2 separate regions of the Mus musculus genome follow, and region 1 is linked to region 2. A link is a contact called in public Hi-C data. All regions are on one chromosome and are shown on one strand. Each heading gives the region's core, a stretch centred on a gene start, on an enhancer-like site or on the middle of the called end of the contact. The rest is flanking DNA. Distances are from core to core; before and after follow the strand shown.

What was found. A called contact is a pair of places that touch in the nucleus more often than the background predicts.
Region 1: a contact with region 2 is called in a Hi-C map of Th1 cells, with 2.4 times the contacts expected there. The contact joins the enhancer-like site here to the promoter of Mtrex in region 2. A contact is called at or near these places in 3 of 39 promoter capture datasets (embryonic stem cells, liver and stem cell-derived epiblast-like cells), 2 of 484 Hi-C or Micro-C datasets (Th1 cells and muscle stem cells), 1 of 115 datasets of contacts at active chromatin or transcription factors (embryonic stem cells) and 2 of 9 other capture datasets (adipose tissue and liver).

What each region holds. Positions count from the first base shown.
Region 1 is chr13:112,503,811-112,509,903 of GRCm38.p6, forward strand. It overlaps Il6st (interleukin 6 signal transducer), which reads left to right. Exons shown (of 17, transcript NM_010560.3): 17 at 1-3,050. The coding sequence ends at 635. Among named protein-coding and RNA genes, the nearest start is that of Il6st, 43 kb to the left of the region's middle. Within about 2 kb of position 4,106, at least 31 of the 459 cell types and tissues checked have an H3K27ac peak or open chromatin away from gene starts, as enhancers often do. A contact at or near this core is called in Th1 cells, where this site is marked.
Region 2 is chr13:112,924,733-112,931,481 of GRCm38.p6, forward strand. It overlaps Mtrex (Mtr4 exosome RNA helicase), which reads right to left and starts at 2,648. Exons shown (of 27, transcript NM_028151.2): 1 at 2,498-2,648. The coding sequence starts at 2,625. Dhx29 (DEAH (Asp-Glu-Ala-His) box polypeptide 29) reads left to right here and starts at 2,948. Exons shown (of 27, transcript NM_172594.3): 1 at 2,948-3,241; 2 at 4,895-4,968; 3 at 6,110-6,223. The coding sequence starts at 3,061.

The DNA.
Region 1 (6,093 bases), core at 2,856-5,355, 420 kb before region 2:
AGTCCGTGGACCTGTTCAAGAAGGAGAAAGTGAGTACAGAAGGGCACAGCAGTGGCATCGGGGGCTCTTCATGCATGTCCTCCTCCAGGCCCAGCATCTCCAGCAACGAGGAGAATGAGTCTGCTCAGAGCACCGCCAGCACGGTGCAGTACTCCACTGTGGTGCACAGCGGCTACAGGCACCAGGTCCCGTCCGTGCAAGTGTTCTCAAGGTCCGAGTCCACCCAGCCCCTGCTAGACTCGGAGGAGCGGCCAGAAGACCTGCAGCTGGTGGATAGTGTAGACGGTGGGGATGAGATCTTGCCCAGGCAACCGTATTTCAAGCAGAACTGCAGTCAGCCTGAAGCCTGTCCAGAGATTTCACATTTTGAAAGGTCAAACCAGGTTTTGTCCGGCAATGAGGAGGATTTTGTCAGACTGAAGCAGCAGCAGGTTTCAGATCACATTTCTCAGCCCTATGGATCCGAGCAACGGAGGCTGTTTCAGGAAGGCTCTACAGCGGATGCTCTTGGCACGGGGGCTGATGGACAGATGGAGAGATTTGAATCTGTTGGAATGGAGACCACAATTGATGAAGAAATTCCCAAAAGTTACTTGCCACAGACTGTAAGACAAGGTGGCTACATGCCGCAGTGAAGGACTGGCTCCTGAACTTCAGCAGGAACTGCAAAATAAAGCTAAAGACGAGTGGCTTCAGATGAGAAACAGTCCTCACTCCCTGAAGATAGGCATTGCCTCTAAGGACAAAGTCACACCTGGGCCGTCTCCATTCCAGAGTAGCTGGAATTCTCCTTCAAGCACTACATGAACTGACTTTATCCTCTATAGCTGGAGGACTCTGTGCTCTTTCAGAATGTTTGCACTGCCGAAAACAAAGTGTGTCTGAGTTTATAAAGCTGTTGGTTTGCTACATAGAAAACGGGGGATTTAAATGAGCCACAATGTCATGGCATCGTTCAGCTGGGCTGGTTTTGATGAGACTGACCATCCAGATGCCAGCGAGAAGGCCAGCAGCATCATTTAAAAGTGCCCTGTGGCACAGTGTCCAGATTATGTCATCTAGAAGACGAAAGAATGGAGGGGTGGCTCGTTTCTGGGTCTGTCAGAGAAGCATGGCCTGCTCCTTGCTGTTGGTATCGATGCCGGTTACTACTGAGGAAGAGGATAAACTTTAAAGAGAAGCAACATAGAAGCACCCGCTTTCTTATAGTCACCTACAGCCTCCCAAGAAACTGCTTATTATTGAAAATGTCTTTCCGAGTCAATTTCATCCACCCTATAGTGGACCAGGCTGGCCTCAAACTCAGAGATCTGTCTGCCTCTGCCTCTGCCTCTGCCTCCAGAGTACCGGGATGAAAGGCAGTGCACCACCACTGCTCCACTTACGAAGATTGCTGTTTTTAAAGACTTAAGTTGTTGACATTTTTCTGAACACACATAACCACACCAGGGACAGATGATTCTAGAGACTGGTTGAGGAAGCACTTTATCCAGAATGTCTTCAACTTTAAATTACTTTAATTGACTCCACCTTGTTTTGATTTTCAAGAATAGCAGGGTGTTTGTTGAAGGGTGGCATTTCCCAGAGCCTCATGCAGTCCCAGAACACACATCCCAACCATGTCAGCGACCACCACAATGACAGAAGTCCTCCTACAGAGCTGAGGAAGCTGGAAGGGTCCTGCTAGTTTGCAGGGTGGGCTTTGAACCCACAGCCCTGTGCATGCTAGACATTCACTCTACCGCTGAGCTGCTCCTCCGCCCGGCTCATTATGTCATCTAGGCTCTCGTGATCCTCCTGGCCCAGCTTCCTGACTGTCTGGGACTGTGGATGTGTGCTGTCACACACCCAACCAGGTCTTTTTAATATCTGCCATTTATGAGGTAGAGTTTTTACACGACTTAGGACTATCTTAAACCTATTCCTTCTAGTTGCTTTATTAAGGAATAGCCTAGGCATCCAGTGTTTAGCACTAAAGCCATTAATGTATTTGTGCCTAACTTCCCAGTGTGACATGGAGGTGGGGGCTAAAGGTAGACACTGGGCAGACAGGAATTGGCTGAGCGCCGTTAGAGGCTGATCACTAAGTGTGCTCACAGGAAAAGGGTTGAAGTTTCAGAGCATGGGCACCCAGATCATTTATAGCGGTTACCACACAGTGCCTAGGAGGAGTTGATATGCACTTAGTTGGATGCAGTTTCACCTTTTACTCTCAGAAGGTTGTTTATATTCTACTTGCTGATGTGTTATCATTTATATTTTTATACTGGGTAGTCCTTTTCTGTGTTCTTTCACATGTATAATCCTCGTGAGACTGTACATGCTTTGCTCTGGTATATTCAGTTGCCTCCTTGGCAAAACCAGCCTGGAATTGCCAAAATGCCGGAAGTGAAGGGAGATGGTGAAAGTCGGGCACAGGAAGGCCAGGTCAGGGGCAGAGAGACCAGAATTCACACTACAAGGCTGGCACCATTGCCATTCAAGTTGGACGTCAAAGCCTGATCCCAGTTAGGACTGAGTTTTCTATGTATATATCTGCCAGGAAGTTAACACTTGCTGAATTTCTCATCTTCTCACAGTAAGCAGTCTAGTTATGGGACTCTATCCATGTTCAGCTGTGACTTCCCTCATATCAGACAGTGGTGCTGTGAACGTTGCAGTGTGAAGTCTGTACTGGCTAGGGATGGTAGCCCAGCGTGAGTTCAGGCATGAACATAGAGGCCACTGAAGGAAGAGCCTCCTGGAAGCAAGTTGGCACGTTAAATCCCAGACAGAAAGTGTCCCAGGGAGCCAGGGCCTCCGCCAGCAGGGAGGGGGTGTGCTCACTGCAGGAACGTTCATTTAGAAGATGTACCATGGAGCACCTCCCTTTGCTCTAAGAGAAAACCCATCTTAAAGTTCATCTTGAATACAGACTTCGCTCGAGCATGTTTTAGAATAATCTGGATGCTGTACCTTGTACCTTAGGTAGCAGAGAAAGTAATCTGGCGTCTTTCTGTAAAACCGTCTAATAAAGCTAGTTCTGCCCGTGGGCTCGTATTCTTTCGTGTGTAAAAATGTAGTGTAAGGCGCACCAGAGAGCAGCCTGGCTTGTGGCCAGGGCTAGTCCACTGCTTCCCATGCAGTTGCCTCTCGAGGACTCAAAGAAAAAGGAAGGTTTAATGCTGAGTCGCCGTTACAAAACCTAGCGTTCCCATCTTTTCCTCACTCAAACATAAAATCTCAGTCCTTTGAAAAGCATGAGTCACTACTCGGGGGCACAGAGAAGCAGAAGTAGGAAAAGTGCAGCCCCTGCCCCCCTCGTTCTCCCGCCTTCAGATCATTCCATCTCTGCACAGTTCTGCTGTGGTCATCAGCTCGGCCAGGATGGACGGTTTCGGGGGGGTTTTGTTTGTTTGTTTTTGCTTGTTTGGGTTTGTTTTGTTTTGTTTTTCTGTTTGTGGTATTTTGGTTTTTTAAGACAGGATTTTTCCGTGTTGCCTTGGCTGTCCTGGATCCGCCTGCCTGCTGTGCCACCACTGTCTGGTGAGACTGTAGTTCTTATTGTGAACTTAAAGGGTTAAAGAGGTAGAAGGATTTACTGGACTGTAGTTTTTGATTTTTTTTTTCCTCAACCCTAATTGTAATAATGGTTCTTAAATGCTTTAGCCTCCCTTGTAGCCCACCACCCACCAGAGGTAGTGGAAAAGAAAGGATGTGGGGGAAGTGGACCTGTTTAAAAAATGGTTCTTTGGAGCAACTCCTGTGTGCACTGTCAGAAAATCAGCTGTTCAGTTGACAGGTCAGCAGTGGCAGCTCCATCCACTCGCAAACATGTCAAGGCTACACCAGCAGTCCAGGTCGGTAGTAGTGTCAGGATAGCAGCAGCAGTGGCATAACTAGCAGGAATGGCCAGGCCTCGGCCTCAGCACAAGTCAAGCAGGAAGAACTCGAAGTTCTCAGCTGTGCCTCTCAGTGAAACGAAGATATGTAAGGCCATCACCATCCGTTGAGTCCTGTATATACTCCCTCCAAATATCAAGTGTCCTCGGGCCTGGGCTCACCTCGGGTCTTGTGTGTGAGTCTGTATCAGCTGACATCACTCTGCCAATCAGCCCGCGTCTGCGGAAGCTGCAAGCCACCAGAACCACATCAGAAGTTTTTAGTGTTTCTCTCTATGGAGGCCCAACAGATGGAGTTCAACAACACTTGAGGCATGTAGTGAACAAAGAACCCATCACCTGCCCGTTCACATGCATTAGCAAAGCATCCTTTCACCCGTGTCCACTTCAGCGAAACGTTCCTTCTCGTGTCTGCTTTAGCAAAACATCCAACACAGCTGACTTTCCAAAGAACACTTACGTTTCCACTTCATGGGACACTATCAAAGCTGTTAAAAGTAGGACTGCTAATTAGACATCACATACTATTTTTAAAGCTGTCTCTTTTTTTCTACTCACATAATTAGTAAATTATGGCATAAATTTAGACCTAGTAATCATAGGATGCCTCATTGTTATAGACATATATTAACCAAGTAGAACAAGCCAGTAGACTTTAGCCTATTACGTTCATTCTTCTGTTTCATGTCCCTGAGTTTCTTTTAAAAGCAAGTTTTTAACACAACTTCTGTCTAGTAAAGTTTTTAATGAGATAAGTAGAATCAATAAGCTGCAAAAAAAAAAGTAAATAAAAAGTAAAGGTCAATTATTAAAAATAACCTCTTGGGCTAGCTTTCGGCTATAGGTACTGCTGGTAGGTTACTTTGCCCAGGTAAGATTGCATTTTTCAAATGTGCCTTTCGATGAGTTAGAACACAGCCATCAAATGGCAAACGGTATAAGTAGTTCATAGACAAAAGTTTGTTTTCCTGTCACATGCAGATTAGCATATGCTCACTCAGTTAACGAGGAAAAGGTGATGGCAGGCTCCAGATGTTACTCGGTCTAACTCTTAGGGCTTTTTGCCACCTGTAAGCTCCCACAAACTGGTCAGTTTTGGTTTTGTTGTTGTTGTTGTTGTTGTTGTTGTTGTTTTCCTTTTACTTAACCAGTTGTCAATGCTGGTGAGGGAGGGTTGGGATGGAAATGTACCAGGCTGGTTGGGTAGGAATTCTTAGTCCTGTGATTGCTCGCTTAGTCTGGTTGCTGCAGACTGCAAGTGCTGCTACGTAAGCAGGACAATGTGACGTGCCAGAAAGAAAGGGATGTTGGAGGGGTTGGAAGCTCTGTAGCCTTAATGCTTGTGTGTGATAGACTTTAAAGCAAATGCACTTTGCTAGCCTGGCGCGGCAGTAGGCATTAGGCATGGCTTCTTACACCTTTGCTCTTAGCTGTACTCCACGTGCGCACAGTTCTCTCTCCTTTCCTGCCACCACCACCACCACCACCACCACCACCACCACCACCCGTGCAGTTTCACATGGAAGCTTGTACCTGTGTTACCTCTGTAGTAAGTTGCATGTGCGAAGTATAACCAAAGCGATCATGTTTATGTTGACCCTGCCATAAATGTCTTACTATATCATCTCTAACCCTTTAAATAAATCTGAGAAAGAAGCTGCTGTCTTTTCTGTCTGCGGTCACCACCGTCTTGAGTGTCGTCATGTATGGCGTTTCAGCATTTATCAGTACTGGTGTTGGTTAGCATGGGTCTTAGTATAGATGATATTTTATGAGGGTTTTATGACTTGTTAAATGCTCTTTTAGCATAATGGACTAGGAGCTAGAATAAACTGGTACACAGTGTTGGCCTCAATAACAGAAGACATGACAGTAGCCGACAGTTTGCATACTTACTACATAAATTCTGGAATCCCAGCATCTTCATCCCAGTCCATGGTCCCTTGTGCTCAGGGACCAAATATAGAGGTACTGCGCCACCTTGTGGCTTGTCAGTGCCTGTGCTGCTGTATGTCCATGTTTGCCTCGCCATAAAGCTAAGTTGGCTAGTTAGGTAAGGAAAGGTCGTGGCTACTAAAGTCTAATCTAAACATGGTGGATCACACCTACAACCTAGTCAAGGAGTGAATCTCACCCCTTCAAATCTATAGTGAGCTTTATACAAAACCCTCTCTTTGGAATATTTGGTTAAGTCCCACACTACTACAAGCCC
Region 2 (6,749 bases), core at 1,398-3,897:
GACTGGAAGCTCAAAGCAGAGTAAGAGAAGCAAGGCTCAGCCAGGAGTGCTTGCCACACAAGCCCGAGGACCGGACTCTGATAACCCCTTTTCAATGTAAAAACGATTAAAATAAAAAACCCCAGATGGGGTGATTTGCATCTGCAATCCCAGCACTCCTACGGTGGAGACTCGAGAGAAGACTCAAGACGGAGTCTAAACAACTGATACAGTGCTGCAGCTGACACTCAAAGATCTGCCACAAAACAAGACGGAATGAAAAGCTGTCTCCTGACCTCCTCAGGAACACTGAGGCAAGATGAGCCCACTTCACACGCAAAACACACACACAGTCACACACACACTTAAAAGTAGACACAATATGATCATGAAAAGGTAAAAACATAATATAATATGAACACAATTCTCAGCAATAAAAGGAAAAGTGTTGCTACATGTTATAAGAACAAACAGTTTAGACACTGAGGAAAAAAAGAGGCCAAAAAAAAAAAAAAAAAAAACCCAAACCCATATATGGTACTCAGATGGAATGTAAATGCTGAATTTAAGCACATTCTAGAAAATGGAAACTGCTCCAAGACACGGAGGAAGCAGATAGCCTGGGACGACACTACAAAGGAACCTCAGAGTTGTGTGTGCACTGACTGCTGTGATTTAGAGTGCTTCATTTACCCAATGAGAGACACAGGGCAGGAGGAGGGAGGGAAGGAGGTGTGCACAACTCGGCTCCTAACCTTGGGAAGCAGCCAGGTGTGGCAGCGCACACCTTTAATTCCAAGCATGTCTGAGGACAAGGCCAATAATGGTTACATAGCAAGACCCTGTCTCAAAACAAACTGACACACAAGCAAACGTTAAACTTGCCTTTTCTTTATGAACTGTATTTCAAGGTGAAAATGAACCACCAACGAAAGCTCTAGTGTGCTTTTTGTTGCTGTAATAAAAACACTGGCCAGGCATGGTGGCGCACGCCTTTAATCCCAGCACTCGGGAGGCAGAGGCAGGTGGATTTCTGAGTTCGAGGCCAGCCTGGTCTACAAAGTGAGTTCCAGGACAGCCAGGGCTATAGAGAAACCCTGTCTCAAAAAAACAAAAAACAAAAAACAATAATAATAATAATAATAATAACAAAATAAAAATAAATAAAAACACTGACCACAAGCAACTTAGACAGGAAAGGACTTAATTCAGCTGATGTGTTTACAATCCATCACTCAGAAAAGCGAAAATGGGAACTCGGAGGCAGAGACCACAGAAATGCTGCTCACGGGTTTCTATAGCTCCATCACCCAGTGCAGGCTCACCTGCCCAGGAAGGTACACACCATAGCGCACTGGGCTGCCCTCCCACATAAATCAGCAATTAAGAAAATGCTCCAAAGACTTGTCCAAGGGTCAGTGTGGTGAAGGAAATTCCTCAACTTGAGAACTGAAGGTAACTGACAATAAGGGAAATTCTGTGTCTTCTTTGTGTGGCGCCTACACTTGAGCATACAGTGGAGGCCAGAGGACTTCCAGCATCCTACATTACTCCCTTGAGACAGCGTTTCTCACTTATACAACCAAGAGGCTAAGTTAGCAACCAGCCAGGCCCAACAATTTTTGTCTCTGTGCCCCACTGTGCTGGGGTTACAGTGCTCACACTTTTTATGTGGGTACTAGAGATTTGAAACTAGGTCCTCATTCTCAAACAGAAAGCTGTCTTTTACACTGGCCATGTCCTCAGCCCTAGAGCAATGATTTTTTAAATTAATTAATTTATGACTGGATTCCAGGTAAGAAGCAGAAAGACATAGCTTTTTTTTTTTTTTAAACCAGTACTTTGCAACTACTCATGTAATAACGGACCGAATCAATCATCAAGTGTAAAACGCTAACGGAAGAGAAAACTAGTTTGACCGAGTGTCATAGGGGCACTCTGGGAATTCCAACCCTAAGGACCTGAAATAAGAGGATCTCGAGTTCGAGGGCTGCCCAACTTACATAGCGATATCCTGAATCTGACTTTATTATTATTATTATTATTATTATTATTATTATTATTATTATTAATTTATTTTGGGAAAACTACAACTTGGAGATTAAATCTCTTCCTTCGGTAGCGATTTGCCTTCGCGGTTTAAGAACCCCCTACATGTCTTCCCCCTTGGCTCATCTAGTGCCTCGCTGCTTAAAGACTATGTGAGAGGTTTTGTGGGTGACAAGCCCCGCCTCGCAAGCAAAGCCGTACCTGGCCTGCTAAGCTGGGGTTACAGCCAAAGCATGGCCTAAGGAAGCCACGCTGCGGCCGGACAGGCACGAACACCGAGACCGCCCTCCCTCCCGCAAAATCAACCTTTCCTCTCTCCCCAACGGTTTTTTTTTTTTTTCCCCTCAATCTCCTTAGCCTCTTGACTCCATTCAAACACTTTCTGTGCTCCTCGTCTGAGTCGTGTTTCCTTTACCGGCATCAAAAACAAGAAGAACGAGAAGAAAAAGAGCTCAGAGGTTTTCCTTACCCGGCCTTGTCTGCAGACCCTGGTGGCCCCTTCCATTTCTCTTTCTCTTTGTCTTTCTTGGCTCCTGCTGCAGAGGTCGAATCATCCTCGAAAACGCTGAAAAGCTCATCCCCGAAAGCATCCGCCATCTTTCGGAACTCTGAGACCGAATCTCCCTCCTACCCAAGAGGCCCCGCGACCGTACCCTACAGTGACGCCGAATGGGGGGACTCGACGGTGGCCCGGAGGAGTCAAAAGTGAGCGAGCCTTGAGCCCCGCGTGACTTTTCTCCTTTCTAGTCTGGGTCCTGCCCCTTTTCTCTTCCAACCACTGCGAGTCCGGCAGTTCAATGACTAAAAACTTAGCGACCAGTGGCGCACGACAGCAGCCATGCCGCTCGCTCCCGGGAGCCGAGAGGCGGAGTCTGAGGACACGGGCCAATTGAGCCGGAGCCCCAGCCGCGGAGCCCGGATGGAGGAGGCTGGGTGGAGGCGTGGGAGCCGGCAAACGTGAAGAGCTCTCGGGCTTCTGCTGTGCCGCAGCGGGGATCTGGATCTGGAAGACTACTCTCCTGCAGCTGAAACATGGGCGGCAAAAATAAGAAACACAAGGCGCCGGGAGCTGCGGCGATGCGGGCCGCCGTGTCTGCTTCCAGAGCCAGAAGTGCAGAGGCCGGAGCTGTTGGGGAAGCCCAGAGCAAGAAGCCGGTGGCCAGGCCGGCGCCCGCCGTCCCCACCGGCGCCCGGGAGCCCCGAGTGAAGCAAGGTAAGCCCTGACCCAGTGCCCAGCCTTCTGCCCTCAGACCCTGCTTCTTGTCCAGCAAAGACTCACAACGTGAGCTGATGAGATCCAAACTTAGACATCTTCCACACCTGAGCAGTGGGTGGGGTGGCCTTGTAGATCGGTCTAAGGGCCTTTGGCCATTAAAGTTACAAAAGTAACTCTGTTACAGCGTGGCTTCGCCTTTCTAACTCACTCTTTTTTTTTTTTCTTTCTCCTTCTAAGAACGGAGTCATGGCATCTGCTGTTGTTCAGCAGGAATCCACTCTGAGCTGTCAGAACAGCCGCTCCGCTAGTTAAGAGAGTTGTTAAGGGAAGTGCTTCTGGCTTGATGCAGCTCCATGTTCTGTCAGATCTTAATGTCTTCTTCAGCATCTATCTACATAAATATCCTTGTATGTTCCAGAAAAGTCAGTGTTTCCTAAGAATAACCACACTTTACACATTGGACACTGGATTGACTTACAGTAAAATTCTATGCTTGTCAAATCCTTGCATTTTTTTGCTTACCCTGCAGATTGATTTGATAACTTGAAGGTGATTAGTTACGGCCACTCTTTCAGCTAGTTTCAAAAACATCAAAATTATATGTTGTTTTGTTCTGTTTGATCTGTTTGCTTGCAGTAATTTTTTTCTATAACAAAAAACTTGCAAGCATATGTGCTTATTGATACATAAATACCAAGCATCTGACTGGTGATAATAAGACCGAAAAAAATGGAAACCTTCGCTCCAGAGCAGCTTAGGAATCTAATTTACTAATCACACAGACAGTCGTGCTTTATAGTTGTTAAGCTTCAGAGAGAGAGAGAGCATGCCCATGAGTGTTTAGCAGGGTGTTTTGTTTCGGTTTTTTTCCCCCCAATGGTGAGGAGTCATGAAAAGTGATAGTTGAGCTGAAATTAGAAGCTGTCTAGAAGTTAATCCTGTAAAGCATGGTAGGAATAACATTCCCAAGATCTTGAGTTAAGAAAGAGCTTGGAGGGGGCTGGAGAGATGGCTCAGTGGTTAAGAGCGCTGACTGCTCTTCCAGAGGTCCTGAGTTCAATTCCCAGCAACCACATGGTGGCTCACAACCATCTGTAATGAGACCTGATGCCATCTTCTGTGGTGTATCTGAAGACAGCTACAGTGACAGCTACAGCGTACTCATATTAAAAAAAAAAAAAAAAAAAAGCTTGGAGCATTGTGTGTGTGTGTGTGTGTGTGTGTGTGTGTGTGTATGTGTGGTGGGGGATTTATGAGAAAATAAGCTAGTGGCATGGCGCACTTACTCCTAGAAAGTAATCCTCTATAAATGCAAATTATTAGACTTGTAGTTTCAGATATGACACATTTCTCCCTGAGAATTCTACAGCTGTCTCGCTGCAGACTAAGATCTTTTTCTTTTACTACTGACTTCTCACTGAAGTCTTTCAAGTTCCTGACAGTCATTTGTTGTAGTGTTTGTCTTCACTTTCCCTTTCCTTTCCCTTTCCTAAGATGTTAACTTTGAGATCTTAAATTCTTTGGTAAAGTTAAGGGGAAAGAATTAAATTAAAGTCAGAGATTTACTATTTAGCAACCTTTTAAGAAAAATTAAGATGGTACAATGAATACTAATCATTAAATTTCCCATTTGTTGTCTATTATATACAGGTCCAAAAATTTATAGTTTTAATTCTGCAAATGATTCCGGTGGCTCTGCAAATCTGGACAAATCTATTTTGAAAGTGAGTAAGCAAAGTTTTTGCTGCGTTTCAGGAAATATTCTCATTCAAGCAAAACACAGAAGCTGTCAGCGGTTAAGAGCAGTTGCTGCTCTCACAGAGGACCCCGGGTGTCTTTTAACACTTACATGAAGCAGCTCACAACTGCCTGTGACTCTAGTGTCAGTGGTCGGTCCCTTGCCTTCTGCTGGTCTCTGCAAGTACCCAGATGTATGTGACATACACACACACACACACACACACACACACACAGAGACATGAATAAGTGAATAAATCTCAATTAAAGTTATGTCTTTTCGAGTAAAAAGAAAATTAAAGGGTATTTAAATTTTTTTAGAGATAATACCCCAGCTACTAAATAGATATAAGTCAAAGGCATGTTGAGAACTTCTAAGAAGTTGAAAACAGTCTGGATAAAGCTTCCTTTGGTCCCTGTGATGTCCTTCATAATTTACAGTTCAATTTCTTGGTGCTGCTATTAGCCTTTCTGTGCTTCCTGAGAGCACTGTCACCGAATTATAGCTTCCTGTGTATACATCCTCCAACTCAGCTAAACTCCTCCAGTGTGTTTGTGGGTTTGCTCTACACCAGTTAGTTAAGTAACAAAGGGAAAGGATTGTTTTATCAGTAAAACACTTGTGTGCTTTTCAGTTAAAAATAGCTAAACAATAGAGAATAAATGGCTAGTTGAAAAAAATAGGAAACTAAGTGAGACCCAAAAGAGCTTGTGACCTGTGTCACTCGGTAGATGGTTGGGACTTCACCCTGGCGTGTCCTTTGTTAGTGTCCAGGCTGTGAGGCTGTTTGCTTAGGCTGCTTTCCCTGAGGCAGATCTCGTGGATCTGAACCTAAGGATCTTAACTGGACAAGGCAGGGCCTGGTACTCTCTACCCTGGCTACACAAGAGTGATCGCAGACATGGGCCTGGGGAGGCTTTTTTAAGATGGGTTTGTTCCCCCGCTTTATGTGCTGTCGCATGCCGTAGCAACGTGGCCAAATGCACAGTAATCCGGAAAAAGCCATAACCGTATCTCCTTTTAGTAAAAACCTGGGATAGGTTGGTTGGGAGGGATAGAAAAACTGTATGATTTGCACATTTGGTTTCTATAATTTAGCTTCTAATAAGCTTTCTCAACCTCAACAGGTGGTGATTAACAATAAACTAGAGCAAAGGATTATCGGAGTGATCAATGAGCATAAAAAGCAGAACAGCGACAGGGGAGCGATCTCTGGAAGACTGTCGGCTAAGAAGCTACAGGTGTTTCTCACCGCCACCTTTCATCCCGGGGCAGGGTCCCTGCGCCCAGTGCTACAATACCCGCTTTACTGGGCTATTGTTCCTACCGTCCGGTGGTGGGCACTAGATCTAGGATCTTGTGCATTTATTGGGGACAATTTAGAGGCAGCTGTAAATGTGGGATAAAAGTGAACTCTTTAAACCTTCCATTGGGATCCCATGTAGATGGTTTCTAACTGCAAGCACAAGGAGAAAATTGATCATGTGCACACACTGACATAAGGCATCCGCTGTGAGTTATACTCCCGAGCTACGTCACTGACTGCCTTTTTGTCACCCTCTGCCCTGCATTTTGTTTACATGCTCTGATGCGATAATCCCACACGATAAATGCAATTGATCTTTTCAACTGAAAGACTTGAGACTTGGGAAAATGGTAGATTAAAGTATAAAGTTAGTAAGTATCAAAATAAGCAGAATCTGGATTTGAAACCAGTTCTGCTCAGCTTTTTAAATATCATGCTATAGAAGTACATTTAAATGTTTT